Linked DNA regions of Mus musculus: region 2 is linked to region 1. The links are chromatin contacts, called in public HiChIP or PLAC-seq maps. All regions are on one chromosome and are shown on one strand. The core of a region is the stretch at or near the end of the contact, and the rest is flanking DNA. Distances in the headings are between cores, read along the strand shown. Region 1 holds the start of Slc2a10 (solute carrier family 2 (facilitated glucose transporter), member 10). Region 2 overlaps Eya2 (EYA transcriptional coactivator and phosphatase 2).

What was found. HiChIP or PLAC-seq counts read pairs in DNA pulled down with a chosen protein or histone mark.
Region 2: an H3K4me3 HiChIP or PLAC-seq map of stem cell-derived neural progenitor cells shows a contact between it and region 1, with 16 read pairs. The contact joins the enhancer-like site here to the promoter of Slc2a10 in region 1. A contact is called at or near these places in 3 of 39 promoter capture datasets (cranial neural crest, embryonic stem cells and stem cell-derived epiblast-like cells), 6 of 115 datasets of contacts at active chromatin or transcription factors (embryonic stem cells, neural tube and stem cell-derived neural progenitor cells) and 4 of 9 other capture datasets (adipose tissue, embryonic stem cells, macrophages and 1 more).

What each region holds. Positions count from the first base shown.
Region 1 is chr2:165,501,271-165,507,643 of GRCm38.p6, forward strand. Slc2a10 (solute carrier family 2 (facilitated glucose transporter), member 10) reads left to right here and starts at 2,627. Exons shown (of 5, transcript NM_130451.3): 1 at 2,627-2,778. The coding sequence starts at 2,775.
Region 2 is chr2:165,693,649-165,700,021 of GRCm38.p6, forward strand. All of the region lies in intron 5 of Eya2 (EYA transcriptional coactivator and phosphatase 2), which reads left to right. Among named protein-coding and RNA genes, the nearest start is that of Gm29993, 35 kb to the right of the region's middle. Within about 2 kb of position 3,058, at least 2 of the 459 cell types and tissues checked have an H3K27ac peak or open chromatin away from gene starts, as enhancers often do. A contact at or near this core is called in stem cell-derived neural progenitor cells, where this site is marked.

The sequences.
Region 1 (6,373 bases), core at 1,377-3,876:
ACTCTCTGCTTCCTGTCTGTCATGACATGAGGTGTCTGTGACAGATTTTTGCCAGTATGAACTGCACCGTGTCTCTCCTGCTGTGATGAACTGAAGTCCCCCTGAAACCATGAGCCAACCTAACCCTTCACTCCCATAAGTCAATGCTCTTGGTTATTTTTGGCTGAGAATTGCAAAAGAGTCTCAGGCAAGTGTGCCGTCTCCCTTGGCCTCAATTTTTTTTTATTAGATATTTTCCTCATTTACAATGGCCTCGATTTTCTTGTCCCCCAACATGGAGTTAGATTGTGGCGATTCCTACCTCCTTAGGCTCCGGTGGGGTTAATGAGGAGGTAAAACACTAACGATATTAGGTAATTATCAAAAGTAGATTCTCTCGATGGTTTCGGTGCTCAGTCCAGTTATTACTGCTGTACAAATTGATGCAGCTCGATCAAGCATTTATTAAACTCATGCATGGGACATGGGGGGCTTAAATTCTATCTGTCATGGCCATATAATCTCTAATGCCTAGGCTGGCCAGGACTCCTGGGGGCTGGAATCATTCACAGAGCCTGGCTTTGAGATGACCCAGATGCTAGGACTATATATCGAGGCATATAGATAGATAGATAGATAGATAGATAGATAGATAGATAGATAGATAGATAGATAGATATAGTGTTATATAGTGTTACATATATTGTCAGTGTGGGCTTCCTCACAGCAGGGCTGGCAGCTGGACTTTGTCATCGTCAGCTGTATGAGACAGGGTCTCCCTGAGTAGTCTAAGCTGCCCTCAATCCTCCTACTTCAGCTTCTCAGTTGCCAGCTTTATGGATGTGTGCCACCAATCCCAGTTCAGTCAGACTCACCTTGAGGGTCAGGGTCCCAGCGTCCTAGGGTCTCAGCCCAGCTGTCACATGGCTTGCTACTCCCTGCAATCTCTTGGTGTACACACACTAGGGAGAGAGAGTGAGAAATTCTGGGCTGTGTTTTCAAACTTTGTAGTCTTTCCAGACTCCAAAGGGCCCTGCCTCAGAAGGTCTGGTCTACAAACATCTCTTTGTCAGTGTCTTAGTTAGTTAGGGTTTTATGGCTGTGAACAGACACCATGATCATGGCAACTCTTACAAAGGGCAACACTTAACTGAGGCTGGCTTACAGGTTCAGAGGTTCAGTCCATTATCATCAAGATGGGAGCATGGTAGCATCTGGGCAGGCATGGTACAGGAGGAGCTGAGAGTTCTACATCTTCATCTGAAGGCTGCTAGCAGAATACTGGCTTTCAGGCAGTTAGGATGAGGGTCTTAAAGCCCACACCCACAGTAACACACCTACTCCAACAAGGCCACACCTACTCCAACAGGGCCACACCTTCTCATAGTGCCACTCCCTGGGCTGAGCATACACAAACCATCACAGTCAAGGTACTTGTGTTTTCCTAAGGCACTTGGCCCTCTTGGAGAAAGTGCTCCTGAGACAAAGCCTGTGTGTGAGCAAAGGAGAGGCTGGGGAGGGCTGTGCTCACTTGTGTGCTGAGCCTGCCTCTGGTCCTGGAGTGAGAATTACTGGCATTGTCCCTAACCTAGGGGTCAAAGCCATCCCCTCCTCCATTCTACATGGATGCCCAAAGCCATTTGGCAGTAGGCACAGAACCCTACGTCTCCCTGCCCAGCCTCCTGGCAATCTTTACCAAGCCTTCCCCTGATTTGCCTACATGTCTCCATCCCAACCATCAGCATCAAAATGGCTTCCTCTCTTTTTGCATCAGCTGCCCAGCTCCCATCCTTGCCCATGTAACCATCAGAATTTGTCTCCTTCAACTGGGATAAAACTCCTCGTTCCTGGTCTGGGGCTAGACTCCATGGCAGAGTGCCTGCCTGGCATACGGAAGGCCTTAACTTCAGCTCCCAGCACTGCAGTGAACCCAACACTTATATTCCTGACAGAACCCCAAGATCTCAGGATGGCGCCCTGGTCCACCCACTCCTCTCCACTTGACCTCTCTGAACCCCTAGATTCCAGACCCTCAGCCTTCACTTCGTATGCTCCTTTGTTCCCCACTGGCTCCTTTGCTGTCCCCTTTGCTGTCCCCAGGGCCTGGTCCATCAGGACAAACCAACCCAGCCATCCCCAGCTGCCTGGCTCGGTGCCCAGGCTAATGCTCTCCAGCTGCCCTTCCTTATACTGCTGGGCTCCTCTGACTCCTTTAGATCATTTTTTCTTCTGCCTTTAGAAGTAAGCGCCATAGGAAGAAGGACCTTGTCTGCCTTGTTCCCTGGGGCACCCCAAGTCCAAGCCAGTGTTCCTGTGGGATGGAGAGGGAATGGTGCTGAATGGCTGTGATGTCAGAGGTGCTGAGTGGGGTGGGGGTGGGGGTACACATGGGAGAGGCCGGCACAGGATGTGTGTGTGTGTGTGTGTGTGTGTGAATATGGGTGAGACCTGGCACAGGGTGTGTGTGTGTGTGTTTGTGTGTGTACACTGGGCAGGCCAGTGAAGGGTGGGCCACAGTGACTGTGGAAACTATTTGTAGAGTGACAGTTTCTCCGGGGAAACTTGAAGTAAGTTCCTTTGTGGGGCAGCAGGGCCGCCACAGCATTGGCTGTCGGGCGGTACCGGGCTACCCTCCGTCCCGCCCCCCAGGCTCAGACCGGGCTGGCCAACGTGGCGGAGGGAGAGCGCAGGCCCCAGCTCTGGGGAAAGTTTGTCCGCCACTGCTACAGCGGGGATTTGACCAGGACACGCGGGACCCAGAGCCCAGCCCTGCCGCCCAGCGCTACTCGCTAGCTATGGGTAAGTCGCGGCCACGGATCTCGATCCACCCCTCCCCTCCCCTGGACCCTGCGAAAGGCAGGGCGGTCCCCCCCCCCCACCCCCTCCGCCCGTCCATCCGCCTTCCAGGGGAGTGGCCTGGCCGCAGGGAGCCCCCTGGAGCCCCAGGGCAATGATTCTGCAGACAGGGCCTTGGGATAGTTCCACAGACATGGTCGCTTTGGGGTGTTGAGGCTGTTGGGGGCTCTGAGGGGACTCCAGTTCTGCAAACTGAGTCATAGACCCCGGAACCAAGCCAGCCAGCAGGTCGCTGAGCACCTCAGTGCTCGGTATTGCCCTAGGGGCAGGGCACTGACAGGGACAGATTAAGATGGAACTCCTGGGCTGGATTTGACTTCAGTGAGAGGAGACAGGTCCACTAATGCAGAGTTCCAGCCAGGAGGACAGGGGGTCAAGATTTCTGTTATCTTTTCTGGATTCAGAAACTTAAATGCCTTTAGCATAGTCAGTTTCTCATTCTTCAGTGGGCATGAGGTTCAGAGCACGCGCAGGGAGGGGCTGGGACACACAGTGAAGAAAGAGACTCTGCTCTCAGTCTCGGAGGTGAGAAGCTGGGGACCAGGTAATGAACAGGAGCTGTGGCACACACAGGGGTACGAAGGCCAGGAGGTATGTTCCTCTGGTAGCAAAGGAGACCAAGGCAGACCTGAAGCCTTGCTCAGAAGTGGGTTTTGCTGAGACGTGGGTGGGGGGATTGGGGGGAAAGGTGGGGGAGTAGGAGTGGGAGGTGGGGGTGGAATGAGGTGTGTGTGTGTGTGTGTGTGTGTGTGTGTGTGTGTGTGTGCTCCCAGATGGCAGAAATGCACATTGGGGTCCAAGCCAGTAGCACAGCAACTCAGTGGATAAGGGGAGGGGGCTGAGAGTCGAGTAGGGGACAGATCATGCTGGGCTATGAAGAGATCTTTGGATGTCATTCCAAATGACAAGGGAAGCTGGAGGATTCAAGCTGCAATGATGGATGGGGTAATTTGTCTGTTAAAACCTTACCCTAGGCTGTTCAGGGGAGAGTCATTGTAGCTAACACTGGTTGTGAGATAGCTATTGTCCCATTTGTAGATAACGTGGTTCACAGAAAGGTTCACTCTCTCAGCCCTCTCTGGGAATAAACACTGTTCCTCTAACAGGTTGAAACAGGAGAATAGCAAGGAAAATTTGGGCTAAAGGAAGAACCAATTCCAGAAAGGCAATTAGGAATTCCTGGAGATCCATGCCTGACTTCTGGGACTCTCAGTGTCATGATATGAGCTTCCATGGGCTTAAACTGCCTTGTCTCTATCAACTGAGAGACTAAGGACCACAGGCCTCTGTCTGGGCTGGCTCCTTCGTGGCTTTCCTTGGGGGATGGTCCGGTACCTCTAGTTCCTGGGGATCTCCATGACAAAGTTCTGCCATCTGCTCCAGGTGTGGCAGGGTCCTCTGGGATCCATGGCAGCAGTGACTTCAGAGTCCCTGATGTAAACCCTGAGGAAACCACTTCCTAGGTGGCTCTGGGCCAGCACAGTATCCCCAAGGAGCCTCTTCTCTCCCAGGAAAGACTCTTAATTAAGTTTATAGCTTTGTAGCGGTGGTGGATGGGACTTGGTGGAGTTCTCAAACGCCCACAAAGCATCCCGACTATCATCCCAATACGATGTGCTTGACTTCTTTCTAATGGTGTGAATCTCTTCAGGGACCTTGCATTCCTCGGGCCCAACTTTACATAGGATTCTCAGACTAGGCTGTCCTGCTCTGGCTCACAACTCTCACTGTAAACCTGGCAAAAAGCAGCTACCAATAGCTATGTCATAGCCTGCCTGTGACTACCTTGAAATTCCCATTCAGCGTTTTAAAAAATCACTTTTAAAAAAATTATGTGTGTGTGTGCGTGTGTATGTGAGATGTGTGTGTATGGAAGAGAAAGAGAGGTGGTAACGATGATGATGTATGTGCGTGAGTGCGTGTGTGTGTGTGTGTGTGTGTGTGTGTGTGTGTAGATGGGTGGGAAGAGGAGTACAGGAGTACACACACCAAGCTGTGCATATGGAGATCAGAGACCATCCTTAGGTAATTGGTGTTCTCCCCACCTTGTTGAGGCAGGGACTCTCTGGTTATCTTTGATGCTCTGTGAGGTCCAGGGTAACCCCTGCCTCTCTGGTTATTTGTGTTGCTCTGTGAGGTCCAGGGTAGCTTCCCCCAAGCTTCTGGGTGGCTCTACTGTTCCTGCTTCCCACCTTGCCAGGGGAATGTTGGGAATACAGATGTGGCAACCATGTCTGGCTTTCTGTGTGTTCTAGGACTTAAGTCCGGTGTCAGGCTTGTTCTGCAAGCAGTTTTACCTGCTTTTAGACAGTCTCACTGGGCCTAAAGGACAACTTTTAAATTTAGATTTCCAAAGAGTCTTTCAGGCTGTGGACAAATTGCATATGAATTTTTTTGTTGGAATGTAACAAATGGCATCTAGTCCAGTTCTGAATAGAACTTTCTTTCCTGTTTAAAGGCTTATGGGTCTGGCCATCAGTGTCTGCATTCGGGTTGGTGTTCTGGTCTTCTGAGCTTCTCCCAGACACACTCATTAAGCCATGATAATAGCATTTTTGGGCTTCTCTAGTCCACATCTCTAAACTCTTGCAACCCCCTCCCACAAACCATAGGTTCCATAGGTTTAAGAACCACATGGCCAGGTACAGCCCCAGCAGCAACCTCACTTCTGCCACCAATTCCCTTTTTAGTTACTCTCAGTCCCTGCGACCCAAGTACCAGAGAGAATAACTTGAAAGTCGCCATGGCTTATTTTTTCTTCCCAGTTTTAGAGAGTGTCTTAGTCAGGGTTTCTATTCCTGCACAAACATCATGACCAAGAAGCAAGTTGGGGAGGAAAGGGTTTATTTGGCTTACACTTCCATGCTGCTGTTCATCACCAAAGGAAGTCAGGACTGGAACTCAAGCAGGTCCGGGAGCAGGAGCTAATGCAGAGCCCATGGAGGGATGTTCTTTACTGGCTTGCCTCACCTGGCTTGCTCAGCCTGCTTTCTTATAGAACCAAGACTACCAGCCCAGAGATGGTCCCACCTACAAGGGGCCTTTCCCCCTTGATCACTAATTGAGAAAATGCCTTACAGTTGGATCTCATGGAGGCATTTCCTCAACTGAAGCTCCTTTCTCTGTGATAACTCCAGCTGTGTCAAGTTGACACAACACTAGCCAGTACAATTGACCCCTTGTCAACTTGACACACAAAAACATCACTAGTAAGCCTCAACCCTTACAATCTTATTCCTCCCCATTCTAAATAACTTTAAACGTCCCACAGTCTTTACATATTCTTAAAATTTCAATCTCTTTAAAATATCCATCTCTTTTAAAATCCAAAGTCTTTTTACAATTAAAAGTCTCTTAACTGTGGGCTCCACTAAAACAGCTTCTTCCTTCAAGAGGGAAAATATCAGGGCACAGTCACAATCAAAAGCAAAAGTCAATCTCCAACCGTCCAATGTCTGGGATCCAACTCACGATCTTCTGGGCTCCTCCAAGGGCTTGGGTCACTTCTCCAGCCATGCCCTTTGTAGCACAGGCGTCA
Region 2 (6,373 bases), core at 1,808-4,307, 190 kb after region 1:
TCTGATTATATACAGAATCTGATTGGTAGCAAGCCCCCAAAAGCCACCAGGTGAAGGAGGGGGCAGACAGAGGAGGGATGAAAGGTTTGCCTGGGGAATAGGAGCAGGTTTGGTTAACAACTCACAATACTGTATTGCTCCACTACGGTGGTCACTAGCCACGAAGCTGCCGGGCACTTGAGATGTGGCCAGGGTGATGCAGGAGGTGGTTTTTCATCCTTGTTTAACCTTGATGAATTATGGTGTCAACATTGCTACTCAGGCAAGCCAACTCAGAGAGATGGGGTTTTGCCTGTGGCGCAGAGAACAGAACCCACGGCTTTGTGTATCTTAACATGGGCTCGACCACTGAGTTCTTCCTGCAACCCTTTATTAAAAATAAATTTTTATTTGGAGACAAGATTTCATTTAAGGGCCTTAAGTTCATGATCCTCCTGCCTCAGCCTCCTAAACAGCTAGAATTATAATCCTGTAACACCAAAACCAACTGCTGCTGCCACCTCATCGTCGTTGTTGTTGTTGTTGTCGCCGCCGTCGTCGCTGTCATCGTCGTCGTCGTCGTCATCGTCGTCCTCCTCCTCCTCCTCCTCCTCCTCTTCCTCCTCCTCCTCTTCTTCTACCTCTTTCAGCTTTTGTGTACATCTCTTTATGTGTGTCACATCATAGCATGCATGTGGACAGTCCATGACCAACTTCTAGTCTCAGCCCTATCCCTCACCTTATTGAGACATGATGCATTGTTGCTGACCACTGTGTATAATGGATCTAGCCCATGATCAGAAGCTCTTGTCTATGCCTCCTATCCCTGTGGTTTCCAGGATTTGAACCCAGGTCCTCGAGGATGCAGCAGTCACGTTCCCTGCCATGCCATCCCCTGAGCACAAGCACACCCAACTTTTAAGGGAAGTCAAAAAGTCAGCTCCCAGCCAGCTAACACTGGGGATATGAGCAGGTCATTGTACATGCTATGGACTGAGCTGTGCCCTCCCGCACTTGTGTGTGGAAAGGCTTGCCCTAAGGGGAGATATCTGGAGTCAGGCCTTGTCGGGGAGGGAGCACCTGCAGTAAGAGGAGGCCATCAAGCTGGAGCTATGGGAGTGGGACCGGTGGGTGTCCTTTCAAGAAGAGACGCCATACTCTCACCTACCACAATGCCCTCCGTGGAATAGCTGGGTGAGGATGTGTGGAGATGGTGACTGTCTGTAGTCAGCAGAGCTTCCTTACCAGGCCCCGGGACCCCTGATCTTGGCCTTCCCAAAGTCCAACCTACAGCGAGAAGCCACTCCATCTGTGGTTTCTCACTGTGGGCAGCCTGACTTGCCAAGATGGCAGCTTTGCTAGCCAGGCCACAGCAAGTAGAAGACCAGAGTGCCAGGGACAGTTTCTGTTACTCTGTGGGGGACAGAAACCATATCCCTCTTGTGACTTTTTTTAGAGAGGTTGTTAAGGTAAATTCTAAACATGAGGCTTACGGTGCCACTGCAGGTCTGCTGGTTACGCAGAAAGCCTGTAGAGAAAGAAGCCCGTGGCATCATATCATCACTGTCACTGTGGGTGATGATGGCATTGCTCCCAATGCTGGGTACTGAGAACAGAAAAGCCCAGGATGTGGGTACCAGTGGAGAGCCAACTGTTACCCTAAACTAGACGTGAGAGGCTCTTATCTCTGTCCCACCCAATGCCCCCTTCTGTTAACACTTGTGTCCTTCCTTAGAGTCCCCCTCACCAAATACAGTCACTCTAGATAGGTGAGCTTCAAAATACAACCTGGGGATACTGGGTTCAGAGCACAGTGATAAGAAAGCCAGCAAGTGACGGGAGCCTTTCCAGCTGTGGGGCATGTGTGCTCCAGGGAGCACAACCTGGGAGAAAGAGGAACCCACGTAGTTCTGGGTACAGCACATCATAGGGAGTCCAGAGGCCAAGAGAGCAGAGAACAGGGTCCCAGAAAACAGAAGGGTAGTTGAGGCCAGGCCTAGCAGAGTTTGGGGTTTGACCCCTGGATCATCAGAAAGTCATCAGAGTATAAGACAGAGGAAGTGACTTGGTTTGTATTTTAGAAACCAGGTGACCAGTGTTAGATGAAGTGACAGTGGAATGTCAATTTATTTGCATTTGGCATTTTGAGGGGATGGGCATGTGTGTCTTTGTGTATGTGGGGTGTGTATGTGTGTGTGTAGTATATGTGGGGGGGTGGTATGTGGTATGTGTGTAATATGTGTAGTGTGTGTGTGGTGTGTTTTGTGTGTGTGGTATGTGTAGTATATGTTGTGTATGTGTGTAATATGTGTATGGTGTATATGTGTGGTGTGTGTGTGTGTGTGTGTGTGTAGTGTAGTGTATATGTAGGGGGTGGTATGTGTGTTGTGTGTGGTCTGTGTTTTGTGTGTGTGGTCTGTGTAGTGTGTGTGTGTGTGTGTAGTGTATATGTAGGGGGTGGTATGTGGTATGTGTGTTGTGTGTGTGGTCTGTTTTGTGTGTGTGTGTGGTATGTGTGGTATGTGTAGTGTGTGTGTAATGTGTGTGTAGTATGTGTGGTGTGTGTGTGATGTGTGGTGTGTGTAGTATGTGTATGGTGTATATGTGAAGAGGACTTTGGATTCCCTAGAGCTGGAGTTAGAGGTAGGTGTGAACTACCTGATACAGGTGCTGGCAGCCCAACTCCAGTCCTGCAAGAGCAGCTTGTACCCTGAACTGCTGAGCCATCTCTCCATTCTAATTGTTAGTATTTTTATTGCAGAAAGTTCAAAGATATAAGAACCAAACCCAGACTAAGTTCTGTACCTAGGGTCTGTTGAAAAGTGACAGAAAAGCCCCTTTCCTGCCCATAGTAAATCAGGGAGTGGAGGGATGGGAAGGACCCACGGAAGCCACAGGTTCTGCTGTGGTGAGTCCAGAACAAGCAAGAAGCTCAGGACCTGGCAGACAGCCCTTCGTTGGGGAATTCAGTGGGATCCCCAAGGCACAGCAGCCAGGAACAGGAGACGTTGCCTGTGGCAGTCTAAGAAACAATTGCTGAGAGACACAGTCAGACAGATAGGCCGGCAGGCAACAGGCTATAAAACGCCTCTCCACTCAGAAATTGCTCATGGTCAGGACTGAAGCCAGGACATGGGATGCACAATGAACCCTTGGAACAAATCAGTTTTATTTACAGCTAAGAGCTCAGGCCCTGAAAGGGAACCAAAGCCAGCTGCCTCTAGACCCTAAGCTGAGAAGTCACAGGGCAGTCCCCTGTCTCAGAGCACCATGTCCTGCGTGGTGGCCTCATGTGCCTATGAAGGCAACCTGATTCTGCCCGCCCAGATCCATCTGGCTTGTCATTCTGCTTGCAGTTGCTCCGATACTTATTTTAAATTGTATGTTATCAATATTAACCTTTCTAGAACTTTCTCTGTGTGGTTATGTGGGATGTGTGTGTAAAATTCTGTTTGTTTTTAAACACGCTGCCTTGCTAAATGTGTCTTCCCCATTGGATAGCACGTGTTGGAGGCACCATCTTGGTGTCTGGTCTGGCTTCTTGATACTGAACAGAGAGAGCTAAATGATCCAGCACCCCAGTCCTGTTGCCTGCTGGCACACCGCTTCAGGCAGATCCCACCTCTCAGTTCTCTGGGGAACTGGTCAGCTGCAGGCTCTGCTGTAGGCTGGGTGCAGGTTGTGCGGGCTGGGGCTGAGCCTGACCCTGGGATGAGGTCTGTGCTTGGGCAGCAGAAGCTGCTATCGTCAACGTTGGTATAACTCTGCCCCCCACACACCCATGACTTCCCGCTGATGTGACAGTTTCAACCACACCCCCACTTTTTTATTTTCTTACCTCCTCTGAAGCCCACAGTCTCTGTTTTTCTGTTCCAGAAACTTCTACTCTGCTGAAATTTGGGTTGGTGCAACACCCTTCTACCCCTGCTGCCTGGTCCTTTAACCCCACATTTGTGTCTGTGCATATTCCTGCATATGTGTGCTTGTGTGTGTGTGTGTGTGTGTGTGTGTGTGTGTGTGTGTGCATGTGTCTGTGCACATGTGTGTGTGTGTCCTTCTATGGCACCCAGAGAGCCTTCCCAGCTACTCCTCTGCTTAGGCTACCATGGACTATAACTGCGGTGTCTAGCTGTTCAGAAAGGCTGCAAAGCCCCCCACCGAGGCAGCCAGGGTCACTGCTGCATATCTGAGTCCACACCCGCTGCTCTCCTGGCCTTGGTACACATCCCTGTGACCAAGACAGGCACAGAGATGACAAAAAACCCCGAAGGGGGCCACCACCTTGGCGCCAGCTGAGAGGCCTGTCCTCAGCCCCAGATGCTAGGAATTTGCTTCGCTGAGACTGCAGCTGCTCAGTTTAGTGTCAAGTGACCAGCCAGGGTTGCTATGCCCTTAGAGTTGCAGAACTCTATGTAGGGAAAGACAGACAGGGTCTAAAAGAGGCAGTGGGATACCTGCCTCTCTTTTTTTGGTACCTGCCCAGCATAGAACAGATCAAGAGACCATATACTTCTGCTGAAAAGTGCTAGACTGTCAGTGTGCAAAATGGGGACACTGGGCTCTGTGTGTGTGTGTGTGTGTGTGTGTGTGTGTGTGTGTGTGTGTGTGCAGGTATATGGGTGTATATATGGGTGTACATGTGTATGCATGAATATTTTGTAATCTTCCCTTCAAGGACAGTAGTCAGTACCACATTAAACTGCTACAAACAGGAAAGAAGTTTGAAGTTATGAAAATTCCTGAAGCCTTGCGTGGTACCCAGGGTCACTCCACAAGCAGCAGCCGGGAGCTTGAGGGACTCTGTAGCTTCTTGTCGTATGAGTTCCCTATGGTGGTGACGACTCAGGTGCTGGGAGGACTTATGATCTTCTGGGACAAGAAACAGGTGCAGAGGCCTCCTAAAGACAGCAGGGCCCAACATTGCACTTCCAAGAAGGACCGCTGCAGTCTCCCAGAGCAGGTCAGCAATTGCTTTCTGTAAAGGCCTCACTAGGAAACATCTCAGGCTTTGAAAGTCTCTGAGGTAGCTCACCTCTGCCTGAACCACACAGAAATGAGGCCTGGCTGTATGCAAAAAAAAAAAAAATTTATATATATATATATATATATACATATACATACACTCACAAACAGGTGCCAAACCTGAGTGCGCCAGCTCTCCATACCCACATTTCGTTAACTAGGTCTGGAGAGCAGCTGTGGTTGCCACCAATATCATCCCTACCACCAAATCATACCAAACAAGCCAGAGACAGGAGCACCTTCCAGGCTCCTCGTGTGGCAGTGTGGCCATGAGGTTAAAGTGGAAGTGGCCAGGTCACCCCAGACCGGAGGATTCAGGGCCAGAATGAGACCCTCAAGAAGGTCCTTGCCTCCTACTCTGACTGTTCAAACCAAGGGACCTTCCATTAGTAGATGTCTACTAGGTCTGCAAATGAACGGAGGCCCCTGCCAGCCCCCAGTGAGCATAGAGCAGGAGAAAGAAATCCGTGTGTGTTGTGTATGAGCCATAGAGACTCAGGGAATGCTTCTTACCACAGCTCACCATCCACTGTCCTAACCGATTCCGGGGGATATTTGTCACTGCAGCCCACTCTCACTGCCTGAATGATCCATTTGCGTCAAAGATAAAAGTAATAACTAGATATCACTAGTTCCCATGGTGAGGAAGTCGGTCTCTGTGTAGAGTCTCTCCTGATCTTTCTGACTCAGTTGGAAAGTGAGAATGGAGGTCCCTTCTAGGAGCTAGTATGCCTTCAACATCTTTTAGATCCCTGCAAATATTTGTTTTAAAGAAAACAGCGACAACCCCAGGGTATGGGGTATCCGGCAGGCAGTATCTCTGGCTAGGACTGAAAATGTTTGTTTTCTGTGTATTTCTTCTTTTTCTGTATTTATTATTGAGGGCAAATGGTGCGGACTCCGAAGTGGGGAGTTGAAGTTTTCTCCTTCATGCTTTATGGAAATTGATGCAAGAAAATATGCAGATTAAATGGTATAGATTTGAGGATATGGTGACATTGTGAGGACCCTAGAGACGTGTAAAGTTGGAACTCGGAAATCGGGTTCAGTGTCTTCCCTCCACAGACGTGGAGGTAGGGACTGGGAAAAGGTCATCACCAGCAGTGACTCAACCCCCCAGGGACCAGGATTTCAAGTTCAGAGCCAAGGTCATCCTTGTCCCCATGACTCTGTCCCTGCAGGAATTGGATGAAACCATGACGGGTGGTGGCCATCAACATGTCGCTGAGTTTACGGTAGGGAAGGATCGTGTCTGTGGATAAAATGATGTGAGTTCACCACCTCTGTTCTCCAGATGTTCTCCAGATAGCCAAGCATCTCCAGTGACAGTGGCTATATCTGTCCCTGTCTGCCCCTGGTCTGATAGCTGCAG